Regions from separate parts of the Mus musculus genome. Here regions 2 and 3 are each linked to region 1. The links are chromatin contacts, called in public HiChIP or PLAC-seq maps. All regions are on one chromosome and are shown on one strand. The core of a region is the stretch at or near the end of the contact, and the rest is flanking DNA. Distances in the headings are between cores, read along the strand shown. Region 1 overlaps Camk2d (calcium/calmodulin-dependent protein kinase II, delta). Region 2 overlaps Camk2d (calcium/calmodulin-dependent protein kinase II, delta). Region 3 overlaps Camk2d (calcium/calmodulin-dependent protein kinase II, delta).

The links. HiChIP or PLAC-seq counts read pairs in DNA pulled down with a chosen protein or histone mark.
Region 2: a FOXA1 HiChIP or PLAC-seq map of pancreatic cancer cells shows a contact between it and region 1. The contact joins two enhancer-like sites. A contact is called at or near these places in 1 of 15 datasets of contacts at CTCF or cohesin (the NIH/3T3 cell line), 11 of 484 Hi-C or Micro-C datasets (the 63-12 cell line, B cells, the C2C12 cell line and 7 more), 4 of 115 datasets of contacts at active chromatin or transcription factors (bone marrow-derived macrophages, pancreatic cancer cells and trophoblast stem cells) and 2 of 9 other capture datasets (bone marrow-derived macrophages and embryonic stem cells).
Region 3: a contact with region 1 is called in a BATF HiChIP or PLAC-seq map of CD8 T cells, with 20 read pairs. The contact joins two enhancer-like sites. A contact is called at or near these places in 2 of 39 promoter capture datasets (the C10 cell line and pre-B cells), 1 of 15 datasets of contacts at CTCF or cohesin (the NIH/3T3 cell line), 8 of 484 Hi-C or Micro-C datasets (the C2C12 cell line, CD8 T cells, the HL-1 cell line and 5 more) and 3 of 115 datasets of contacts at active chromatin or transcription factors (CD8 T cells, memory CD8 T cells and pancreatic cancer cells).

The regions. Positions count from the first base shown.
Region 1 is chr3:126,829,748-126,833,392 of GRCm38.p6, forward strand. All of the region lies in intron 16 of Camk2d (calcium/calmodulin-dependent protein kinase II, delta), which reads left to right. Among named protein-coding and RNA genes, the nearest start is that of Gm15551, 160 kb to the left of the region's middle. Within about 2 kb of position 1,949, at least 145 of the 459 cell types and tissues checked have an H3K27ac peak or open chromatin away from gene starts, as enhancers often do. A contact at or near this core is called in the 63-12 cell line, the C2C12 cell line, CD8 T cells and 9 more, where this site is marked.
Region 2 is chr3:126,609,955-126,613,599 of GRCm38.p6, forward strand. All of the region lies in intron 2 of Camk2d (calcium/calmodulin-dependent protein kinase II, delta), which reads left to right. Among named protein-coding and RNA genes, the nearest start is that of Camk2d, 15 kb to the left of the region's middle. Within about 2 kb of position 1,902, at least 122 of the 459 cell types and tissues checked have an H3K27ac peak or open chromatin away from gene starts, as enhancers often do. A contact at or near this core is called in the 63-12 cell line, the N1E-115 cell line, the NIH/3T3 cell line and 3 more, where this site is marked.
Region 3 is chr3:126,659,282-126,662,926 of GRCm38.p6, forward strand. The region is part of intron 2 of Camk2d (calcium/calmodulin-dependent protein kinase II, delta); the gene reads left to right. Among named protein-coding and RNA genes, the nearest start is that of Gm15551, 7.8 kb to the right of the region's middle. Within about 2 kb of position 1,575, at least 158 of the 459 cell types and tissues checked have an H3K27ac peak or open chromatin away from gene starts, as enhancers often do. A contact at or near this core is called in the C2C12 cell line, CD8 T cells, the HL-1 cell line and 6 more, where this site is marked.

The sequences.
Region 1 (3,645 bases), core at 699-3,198:
TTATACACGTAGAGAAAGATCCATTGAAAAGCAATTAGGTGTATGTAACAGGAATATGGTGGCCCTATATGACAAACTACTGAACAGGAAAGAATTGAATCTGTAAGTTCTGCTTTCTTCAGTGTCAGTGATCCGAAGAGGCAGCAGATCAGTATCTCAATGACAACTGGCACTGCCACTCTCTCCAACCAGTAGATTGTGTAGGGAAGGAAGACCTGAGAAACCAGGAAGTGAGTCACTGCAGGCTTGTCCCTCTGGGCATGTAAGAAGCTTTGTCTCTGAGAGTCACAGCATTGCTTGAAGCTTCTCTTCTCTGTCTCCTTCATGGTCCCTCTTGGGATTTCCCTCCCTAGCAGCTCTGTGCACTTTGTATTCTCTCTTGAGACCTTACAATCTGTCCAGGACATCACCTGATTAGAGGGTGTTCATCTACGAGTTTCTGTGCACAGTAAGAAGTGCAGATGTCATCTCACCTGTCTCTTCTCATCGGCAGTCATGGACCTTGACAAGCTTAATGCAGGGAGTTGTATTTGAAGTGGATGAAATATTCAAGTGATGCTTTTAAAATGGGCTTTGAGGTAGAGTTGGGAAGGAAGGAGCTGCAGATCTCTGAGTGCCTGTGATGGTGACTGTGTTCCGACACTAGACCCTAACAGGCAAAGCTGAAAAGCAGAACAGAGTCTCTCGCACGGGACCGTCTTTCAACCTCTGGGGGATGGGGACAGAATCATTAGGGGAGCGTTTGGAGACACAGTGCATCATACAAGAGCAGCATTAGAGAAGAAAGGGCCTTCCTTTCAAAACTCCCAGTTAGAAGCTTAAAGTGGAAGAGCGGGCGAGACAACCTCTAGGTAATGCACAAATGAGCTTCTAAAGAGAGGTGTGGATACTTCAGCGACCCTAAGAAAACTGGGAAAACAAGAGAGCTTTTTATTTCTCTGAGCCTTCCTGGAGTCTGGTGGGAGGTAATTCCACCACACCTAATTTAATCTGGCCTAGTCTGATTGCTAAGGGGCACAGAGAAGGTGGGGACCGGTAAGGACCATAGACTTACCCTATAGTTCCAATGGGGGAGGGGACCCTCGCATTCAGCGCTGTTCTGTTTGTTTCTTTGTTTGTTTGTTTGTGTGTGTGTGTTTTGGTTTGGTTTTTGAGGGGCCAGATCAGGGGCCTGGCCTGATTTTTCACAGACCTCTGCTTCTGGTGTTTTAGGGTATCTTCAAGTTGTAGGCTCTTTATCAGACAATAATGAAATTTGCTCTGCTGTAATCCTTGCACAGAGAAAAGAACCCTGAAGTAACCTGATGCTTGCCAATCAATTGTTTTTCCAGCATTCACTTTATCCTCACCAGAAAAGAAAGTAGCTTTGAGATGGCCCAGGCTACTCCTTGTGTCAACTTTCTTTGGCCTAGGAGCTGAACATTTTCTGATCTTTCGATTGATTTAAAAAAAGAAAAAAAATGTCAAAGAATCTGTGAGTGTGGGGAGAGAAATAGGACCAATGTGTTTGCATGCGGGCATGCAAAGTGCATTGTGGATGTGGGTCATCTTTTCCATATGCCTTCCTCCCATCTCTTTTCCCAAGCTGGAAATCCTCAAACACAGCCATCACTATCTTAAAGAAAAAGGGAGCAGAAAGACCAGACCTCCTTCCTAGAGAACAAGTAGCCAAGGCTGTGGCCCAGTGACTGTCTCCACAGCTCTCTGTTGCTGAGGGAGAGTGAGGCGGCAGTCACCCCACCCTCACACCCTAGGTCAGTCAGATGCTGAGCTTGTGGCAACAGCTCCGACTCCTAACCTCAGAGCACTGTACATGAGTGATTCATTTCCACCCTCTGCTTTCCTTCCAAGAGTCAGCTGTCATGTGCCAGGCCCAGCCCTGACTCACTCACTCACACGCCTTTGCCTGGGGGAAATGAACACTTCAGAAATTCCTGAGTTCCAGGCCCTTCCTAAGCCAAGACTCACACTGCCTCCAGGGTGACACAGCACAGAAGCATCCTCCTTGAGGCCTCTCTGGGTGTTGCTTGGCCAGCTCGAACAGCATGGGAAGTAAAATAGAAGATGGTCTGTGTGGCTCTGAGCATGCATAAACAAACTTAAAAGGCCACTGTAGCAAAACATCAGAAAGCTGTGGGGGATGGGGGTGGGCAAGGAGGAGTTGGGCAATCGTGGTTTTGAGTGAAAGATGGCCACTCTCTACTGCTGCTCCTGACTCCATCATCTGAGTGGGACAGGATGTAGGTTTTCTGGACCTTGGGAACTGTTCCAGAAGTGTCCACACTCTGTAAACTGCCTACTGAAGTCGCAAAACCAACACTTGGCTTTCATCTCCTCCTCCTTCTCCTCCTTCTCCTCCTTCTCTTCCTTCTCCTCCTCCTCCTCTTCCTCTCTTCATCTTCCTCCTTCTTCCTCCTTATTTCTTATTAGTATTAAAAGATTGGTTTTGGTTTCAAATTATAGTTTTCCAGCCAGCCTATAACTTACTGAAAAGGTTGTTAATTTTAAATGACAGTCTCATGTGAAGAGGGAGCCTTGGAAGCCACATCTCCTACATTCTCACTTGGAAGCCACATTTCCTACATTCTCACTTGGAAGCCACATTTCCTACATTCTCACTTGGAAGCCACATTTCCTACATTCTCACTTGGAAGTCACATCCCCTACACTCTCACTTAGAAGCCACATCTCCCACACTCTCACTTGGAAGTCACATCCCCTACACTCTCACTTAGAAGCCACATCTCCCACACTCTCACTTGGAAGTCACATCGCCCATACTCTCACTTGGAAGTCACATCTCCCACACTCTCACTTGGAAGTCACATCTTTTACACTCTCACTTGGAAGTCACATCTCCCATACTCTCACTTGGAAGTCATATCTCCTATACTCTCACTTGGAAGTCATATCTCCTATAATCTCACTTGGAAGTCACATCTTTTACACTCTCACTTGGAAGCCACATCTCCTACACTCTCGCTCCTGAGCAGCTTCTCACAGTTGTCCTTCATGATCCAGAATCAGGTTGGCTATCATGGACCTTTACCAAAGCTTCACGCTGCCAAGAACAGGTAGATGAATCACCTGTTGCCTAACTAAATTGAATGTGCCATTGGCAGCATCCTTGCTACGGAATTATCATCTGCTACCACTCCATCAGTATGTCCCGAGGATGGCTACATTATTCATATGGATCAATTAAATGGGAAAAAAACAGATATTATAAGTGTGTAGAGGATCTAGGAAAGCCCGTGTTCTATGCTTTCATACAAGTGAGAATTTATGCAACTATTGTGGACTATAAGCATGATCCTTTTACATTATAAACATTTACATAGTTAGTAGCCATTATATAGACAGCTCTAATAATCCTTTTATGAGGCCCCTGACTATTATATTTGGTATGAGGTAATGTCAGATAGTCTTAATGGAGTCAAATTATTTTTCCAGATTTATTTTTTAATAAGAAATGACTTCATTTAGATAAACAGGATCTTGAACGTAAATGCAACTTTAAGTTTTCATTAAATCCAGAAGATCAGATCATTTAAAATATGCAAATTGGTTCCTGCAATCAATAAGGAATTAAAGCAAAGGTTAGCATCTTCATGATGAGCAAGAGGCACAGAATAATTGCAAGTA
Region 2 (3,645 bases), core at 652-3,151, 220 kb before region 1:
CAAGGATGGAATGGGAAGTCTGAGCATTCCAAATAGTGTAGAACGAACTCTTCCTCCTTTAAGACCCAGCTCAGGTGGTACCTCTCCTATGATGTCACCTCTCTCTACCCAGAAGGGCCTCCCCCCTCCTTCAGTCTTTTGTCATTTGAATGGCTTGCTGCACATTTTCCATTTCCCTTTCTACTACAATTATATATGTGGCAGTTTTGAGGTTCCCTGTGGAGATCCTTAATTTATCTTAAAATCTGCCGGCTGCGGTGATTATAGCATCACAAGCTCTTGTCACTGTTGAATGAGTGGGGAAACGAACCTATGACAGGCTGTGTCTTAGAGAGGCGGGGGCGAGTGACAGTGGGGCTGGTGGGGCTTTATGTCAGACTGCACCCAGTCACGTCGCAAGTTAACTGCTGATTCCCGAATTATTTCCTCAGTTCTCTCGGTACACATCCGGCCTTGTTGGATGGAGTTTTATCTAATCCTGTCCTTTTTCTGAGCAAACTTGTTGAAATTTCTCATTGGTAGTCTCCCCTTGTTCTGTTACACAACGGTTGTTAATGGGGTGTGGTAGCACTTTCGTGCCTCTTAGCCCCGGTTCAATACTGCCAAACTCACATCATCATCATCATGCTCACTTTAAAATGTATTTATACACTTTCAATTTATAAACTACAAATTATGAAATGTAATTATAAACTTTGACAGTACTTCAGGGAGAGATTTTTAATTTTTATAGATGCATGTAAAATGAATTATAGCATACAATACTTATACTAATCTAGACTTTAGAAAAGTACAGAAAAACTAAAAAGGGACATATTTATGTCTTTCCAAGCAAGCACTGATAACCTTTTTTTTTCATTTCTTTATTTCTTTTCAAAGTTCGTAATTTTTTATTATAAAATTTTATTTTCATTTATTTATTTTGTGTTACGTGTGGGCAAATGACTTTGCCTGTATATGGAGGTTAGAGGACAGCTGGCAGCAATTCTGGATAAAGGTCAGGTTGTCAGGCTTGTGTGAAAGTTCCCTAATCTGCTGAGCCCTCCCAGCTGGCCCCTGCCTTTCCCCCTAACCTACCTACTTCCTTGGCTGCCCACTCCCTCTTTCTCTCTTTCAAACTGGACATTTTGGTCTCCAGTTTTACTTAAAATTACAACACATCCCTGTGTTGTGGAAATTCCTTTGAACTCTGAAGAACTGCACCCTGCTTCGCCGAGGAAGTGAACACCAGCTGGTTATTTTATAGGGTTGCATGCATCTTTCTGTTAACTTGTGCCCTTTACTGCGGAAGATAATAGATAGAACTGAAAGCACACCTTTGTAAAGTGTTTCAGACTTCTGGGTCTTAGGTAGGATTCACCTAGGAGGAGAAGTCCTGAGACACAGAGTTAAGTGTTTTCAGAATTCTTTGTCACGTTGCTTCCTGGAGGCTTTGTCCATTTCCACTGAGGACATTTAATTACAGTATGATACCTAAATTGAATTTTGAAGAACTACATTCTAACTTTCAATTTCATCTTAATGAAAAAAGAAAAACTGTCCTTGCCAAGCCCCCTCCCTCTGACAGATAACTAAAGAGGGAGAGGCAAAGTCTTTCCTCTCAAGGTGAACGGACCCAGAGGAAACTGAATTAGCACTGGGGCTGCTGGTACTGAGCTCTGGGTTCTGAGCTCTATGGAGAGGTCAGGGAGACGTCTCCAAGGAGCCGGTGTTTGCACTGGGTTTTGAAAATAAGCAATGTTGAATAGACAGATAGGACACCAACAGATAGGACATTACGAGAAACTACTCGTGAGGAACAATCAAATCAGAAAGTGCCAGTGAATGGTTTGGTGGTCATGAAAGCCTGCAGAGCCCGATGAAGGGAGTTGGAATTCTTTTCACCCTCTGAGAGTGAATCATGAAGTGGCAGGCTCTGTGGGAACGAAGGAAGGAAGGAAGGAAGGAAGGTTGATCCCGAGATTTATAGCCCTGAGTCATTAGGGGTAAACAGCTGATAAGAGAGCCACAGCAAACTGCTTATCAACCCCTCATTCTGTTTTATGTAGCCTTGGGGCAAAATACAAACCCCATAAGAGCCACTAAGTAAAAAACAAAGGACTTGAAAATAGAGTATTTCTTTTTAAAGTCAAGTGTTATGGAGTGTTAAAAATAATTAGAGTATTTTTTTTAAAGTCAAGTGTTATGGAGTGTTACTGGAGATTGCAGTGTATGTTGTGACTGTTGTGAAAATTATTGGAGGGGTCTACTTAAAGCCAAAAGTGACTAGGACATCTAACCAATAGGATGCCACTCAACACCAGATTCTTGTGTCTAAAAGACTAGCACTGGTCTGTACAGTTACGTAGAGGAATAAATGTTTTGCAGAGTCTGTTTTCCTGTAGTTTTGCTAATACATGTTTAGGGACCCAGAGCCTTTAATGTCACATCTGTGCATACTGCACTCAACTGCTGCCTTCTTCTCTCTCTCTTTTTAAGAAACTGAGAGTTACACAGTTTATTCCACAGTGTTGAATCACTTAAATAATGAAAAAAATCATTCATTCCCTTAGGTAACTTTAGTTTAAACATTTAATCTCTGTAGGTTGGCTTAGCCATGTAAATTTTCCTCTGTTTTTAAAAATCGTAAAAAAAAAATATGTAAGAGCTTTGACTTTTATTCATATTAAGGTTTTCATGGTTGCACTTAAAGGAGAAAGAAAGATCACTGTTTTATTCAATGCAAATATGTAATTCATAGTAATTTGACTTTTTTTTCCTTTCGTTTTTGGTTTTCAATAAATACATCTGTCCGAAGTTTTTCTTCACCCAACCCCAACTTCTCCCAGCCTCCTCCTCTTCCTCTTCCTCTTCCTCCTCCTTTTCTCTCCCAGCTCCACTTCTCTCTTTTCCTTCAGAATAAAAAGCAGGCCTCCCTTGTTAGCCAAATAAGGCATAAGAAGGTCAGACTAGGCTTAAACCCTTGTATCAAGTCAGGGTGAGGCAATGCAGTGTGAGGAAAGAGCTTTGGGAACAGAGCAGAAGGCCATCTGTCAACTTAAAGGACAGTGAGTCAAAATTGACACAGCTCCTGGAAGGATTAGAGAAATTCTATTTCCGCAAGTAGCATTTGATTGCCCATGCCCAACCCTGTCCTCCAAACATAAGTAGAATCAAGACCCACTTGCATCTAATTTTGGAAATAAGTTTTGGAAATAATTTTCTTAGTGTTAACTTTGCCTATTGCTCTCTATGTATATCTTATATGCTCAGGAAAAAGGAGAGGGAAATTTGACTTAATCTTACTTAATTTTGTTTGAAGGAAAAACATTTGTAATGCTTCACACTGGCAGACAACTAGTGTCTGCTGTCTGCGTAGTTCCCCCACTGTGATAATCCTAAATGCCTGTAATTCTTCAATGGCAAATAGAGATGGCATCAGCATCATAGCAGGATCAGGGATGGCCACGGGACACTGAGACCATTATGTTTTACATCATAATGACTCTAAAAATGGAAACTAACATTTGTTGATTTTTTGTAATCTTTAAAAAAACGCTATTATAGATAGAATGTTTTAAAGTATGTTTTTAAATAATTGAAATCAACCCGAAATTTAGAAACAGTGGCATTAGAAAAACAGTGACCACACACAGGGTCAGCTTT
Region 3 (3,645 bases), core at 325-2,824, 170 kb before region 1:
ATTGTCCCCGTCCTGTCCCTTATTCCGAGAGTCTCCTGATAGACAAAGAAGAAAAAAAATCATTATTTTAAACCATTTCCTTATAACTTCCGACATTCCAAATCATACACACATGTGTGGCACTTCCTCGGTCGTGTCTAGAAAGTAGGTTTCTGTTTGACTTGTAAGCTGACCTGGCTGCTTGCACATAGGACTTCACAAATGCTCAAAGGTGGAATGCAGCAATAGTAACATGTATGCGTGCTTTAGATTCTGTGTAGCTTGTTTGACACACAGTATGATGTGTGCTCATTGTATGAGATGGATAGCTTTACAGCAAAATGTCCTCAAGTCCCACTTAATTTTCTCATCTGTAATTTTTATTAGCATCGTAGTTGGAGTCTTTCCCTGTAGTCTTTTTTTTTTCCTCTGCTGGTACTCCACAATCAACTCTTTTTCTAAAATAAAATAAGAGCAGGGCTTTTCCTTTGCATTTTTTATTTACTTATTTCTTTACTACTAATGTGTGTGTGTGTGTGTGTGTGTGTGTGTGTGTGTGTGTGTGTGTGTGTGAGGGGGTAGGATTTGTGCAGACACAGGGTCTAAGCCCAACCTCATTTTGGTTCTCTCCACTTGCATGGCTTTAACTCAAGTCTATGGGCTTGTGTGGTAGGCCTCTAGAGCTCACATGGGAGACCTTTGCTGTCTTTGATCTTCTAGGCTTTTAACATGGAAATCATTTACCAATCCTGTAAGTAGATGCTAATCATATTCTCACTGAGCCCGAGAAGTCAGTCTTCCCCTAGCCACCTCTCTCCTAAGTGCTAGAGGTGACCCAGGAACACAAGCAACTTAGCACTGACATCAGAGCTTGGAGCTGCTGGGTCAGTTCCACAGTTTACACTGTGTGTAAAATCTAGCTGCCTCAGCCCTCCAATCTCATGTCCACTGGCAGTTTCATGTGTCCCCTTTCTGCAATAGAACGTCCTGGCTGTTTATCACAGAGTTACCTCAACTCTTTTTGGCTCACCTTCGAGGTTGTGGTCCACAGACAAACATTTCGTACTCTTCACTGTTCTCCAAGCCCTCTGAGTAGGTTTCTTCCTGATTATGAGTCATGCTGTGCTTGCTCTTTGTCACAATCTCACTTCGTCCCCTTCAAAGTGGAAAAACCTCTACACACTCACAAGGCCATGCTCTACTCCCTCACCTCGTCCTTGCTTTTGTTTTTTCTGTCTTGTCCCCACAGTGGTAAGCATATCCCTGTGTCGGGTGTTCCTTCCGTCATGTGCTGTTGCTTGCTCTTGGTGACTTCCACTCTTTGCCTACTGGGCTTTTCTGGGATAGGTGTCTACTTGGTATCATTGTTGCCTCAGCATGGCCTATCCAGTGCATGTAACACAGTCAGCAGTGAGTTAGGCTGGGTCTTAGATGGCCAGGGTCCTGCCCACCATGTCCTGTGCCCTCCAGGACTAGCCTGTCCCACTTGTTGATTTCAGTCTGATAACTAGATGTAACCCTGGCCTCACCTGCCACATCCTAGCTGCTCAGCAGGAACCTGTCTGGTTTTCAGTCAGAGTTTCCTGTGCAGGTGGCGGAGGATTTTGAAATGCTTGAAACGAAGCCATCACACCCACTTGAAATAGTTTCTCTCATCTGTGTGATAAGAGGTGGGTGGCAAAAATAAGTTCACAGAGCCTATTACTTGGAGCTGAGATCACGGATTAAATGTCTTGAATGGGGAAAAAAATGTATTGGTTGCACTTAGAATATTTTCTCTGACCTTTCTTACCTTGAATTCAGAAAGAAGGCAGTTTTCTCATGTTGGAGGAACGCTGACTAATTCCCTGTACCTCCTTCACTGTCGAGCATCTGACTCATGTGTATTTAAGGGAACTAGCTGATGACTGGACTCATGCAGCTACGAGGAAAACATGGGATCCAGACCTGTTTGTTACCCTGTGTTCTTAGGGCCTCTTTGATGCGGCAGCCCTGGTGACTCACTTCAGCTCGGTTTGCAGAACACTTGAATGAAAACTTCATGCACAGTGATAGTTAAGAATGCTATGTAGACTGAACTGATGCGGGATGGTCAAATTCCTACTTTCAAATGAAATTTAAAAAGGCCAAAGTAAAGGTCTCTGCCTGGTTTCTCCAAAGCAGAGCCTGAGAGAAAGAGGTTGTCTGAGAGAGCTGGACGTTGGGTTGGACCAGAGAAACAGGAAAACTGACGAGCTTGGCCTGTTCTGCACGGCACCGAGGTTTTCCTGACTACAAGGGTATGTCTGCAGGGCACAGAAAGGCAGCAGGGAACCCAACTGAAAGGCTTACAGATTGAGAATATGTGCAGGAACGGTAAATGGTAACTAACATTTTGCAGCTAAAAAAAAAAAAAAGAAGCCGAAGTGACTTTCTACATCAATTCAAAAAGTTTTGAATACCTGTTTTGCTCGTATACCATTGCTAGTATTTGAAAATTCGTTTAAAAAGTCAATACACTGATATAAAATATTGTTTGTCCTAATAACCCCAAACATCTGAAACCTTTGGCTTGTTTCTCTGTGGTACAAAGTTCTAGCTTGCCCTCCGTGTGTGTGTGTGTGTGTGTGTGTGCATGTGTGAAACATATAACTTAATTCTTCTTCTTACCCCATGTATTCTGTTTTATGTTGTCAGTTTTCTGTTAGTGAAACACCAAAGCCTTGCACCCTGTAAAGAGGTCTACTTAGTTCCTGTTCCATATCTGTTTTGATCTCTAGGGGCCTGAGAACATGGTACCGCTTACCGTCAATGGGTAGAGTCATTTACACAGGAGGAAGCAAGAAGACCAATAGAGATAGCCCATCATGCTTTTGGTCTTGTGGTAACCCATTTATTCCTCTGAGGTTTCAATCACTCTCATGAGATGTGGTGTCTCTGGTGACTGAACACCTCCCACTGGGTCTCATCTTTTAAGAGGTTCTAGTACTGTTCAGTGTTGCTGTTGTAGTCCAAGCATAGGAACCTTTGGGGATATGAACCACGTCCAACCCATAGCATCCTGTAAAACATCTTCTTTTATAGTGTAAACAAGGAAAAGAAAGGGCTGACCTAATTCATGTGGTCCTGTAACCCATGCTTTGATTTGCTTTGTTTTGTTTTGTCTTTTGAGAGACAGGGTCTTAGTATATAGCCCTGACTGGCCTGAGACTTAATATGTAGATATAGATATTATTAGGCTCATCTTGACCTCACAGAGATCCTCCTGCCTCTGCCTCAGAGTGCTGGGATTAAATGTGTGTGTCACAATACTCAGAGCTGAAGTTTTAAGTATGACTATTTCTTAAATTAGGAAAACATATATACTGACATTATAAAACTAACCAATTATGAAGTAGAACTCAAGAAGTCTGTTTTTGTTTTTTTATTTTTAAATTAAGTAAAATATTAACTAATGTCAATTATTTACATTTCAGCAGACCACTTAGTTAAATGGTAGTTTAACCAGGTTTTTAGCCATGGTATGTGTGGCTCTGTTTGTTTATTTGTTTTTATTTGTTTGGTTGTTTTGCTACTCAATTTATTATCATCTATTAAATGGAGTAAACTCTAGAAACAATTTGAGATGAGAGGTGTACCTTGTCAAGAGCCTGAATTGTCCTGTGCTTAGCGGGACTTAGGATGCCT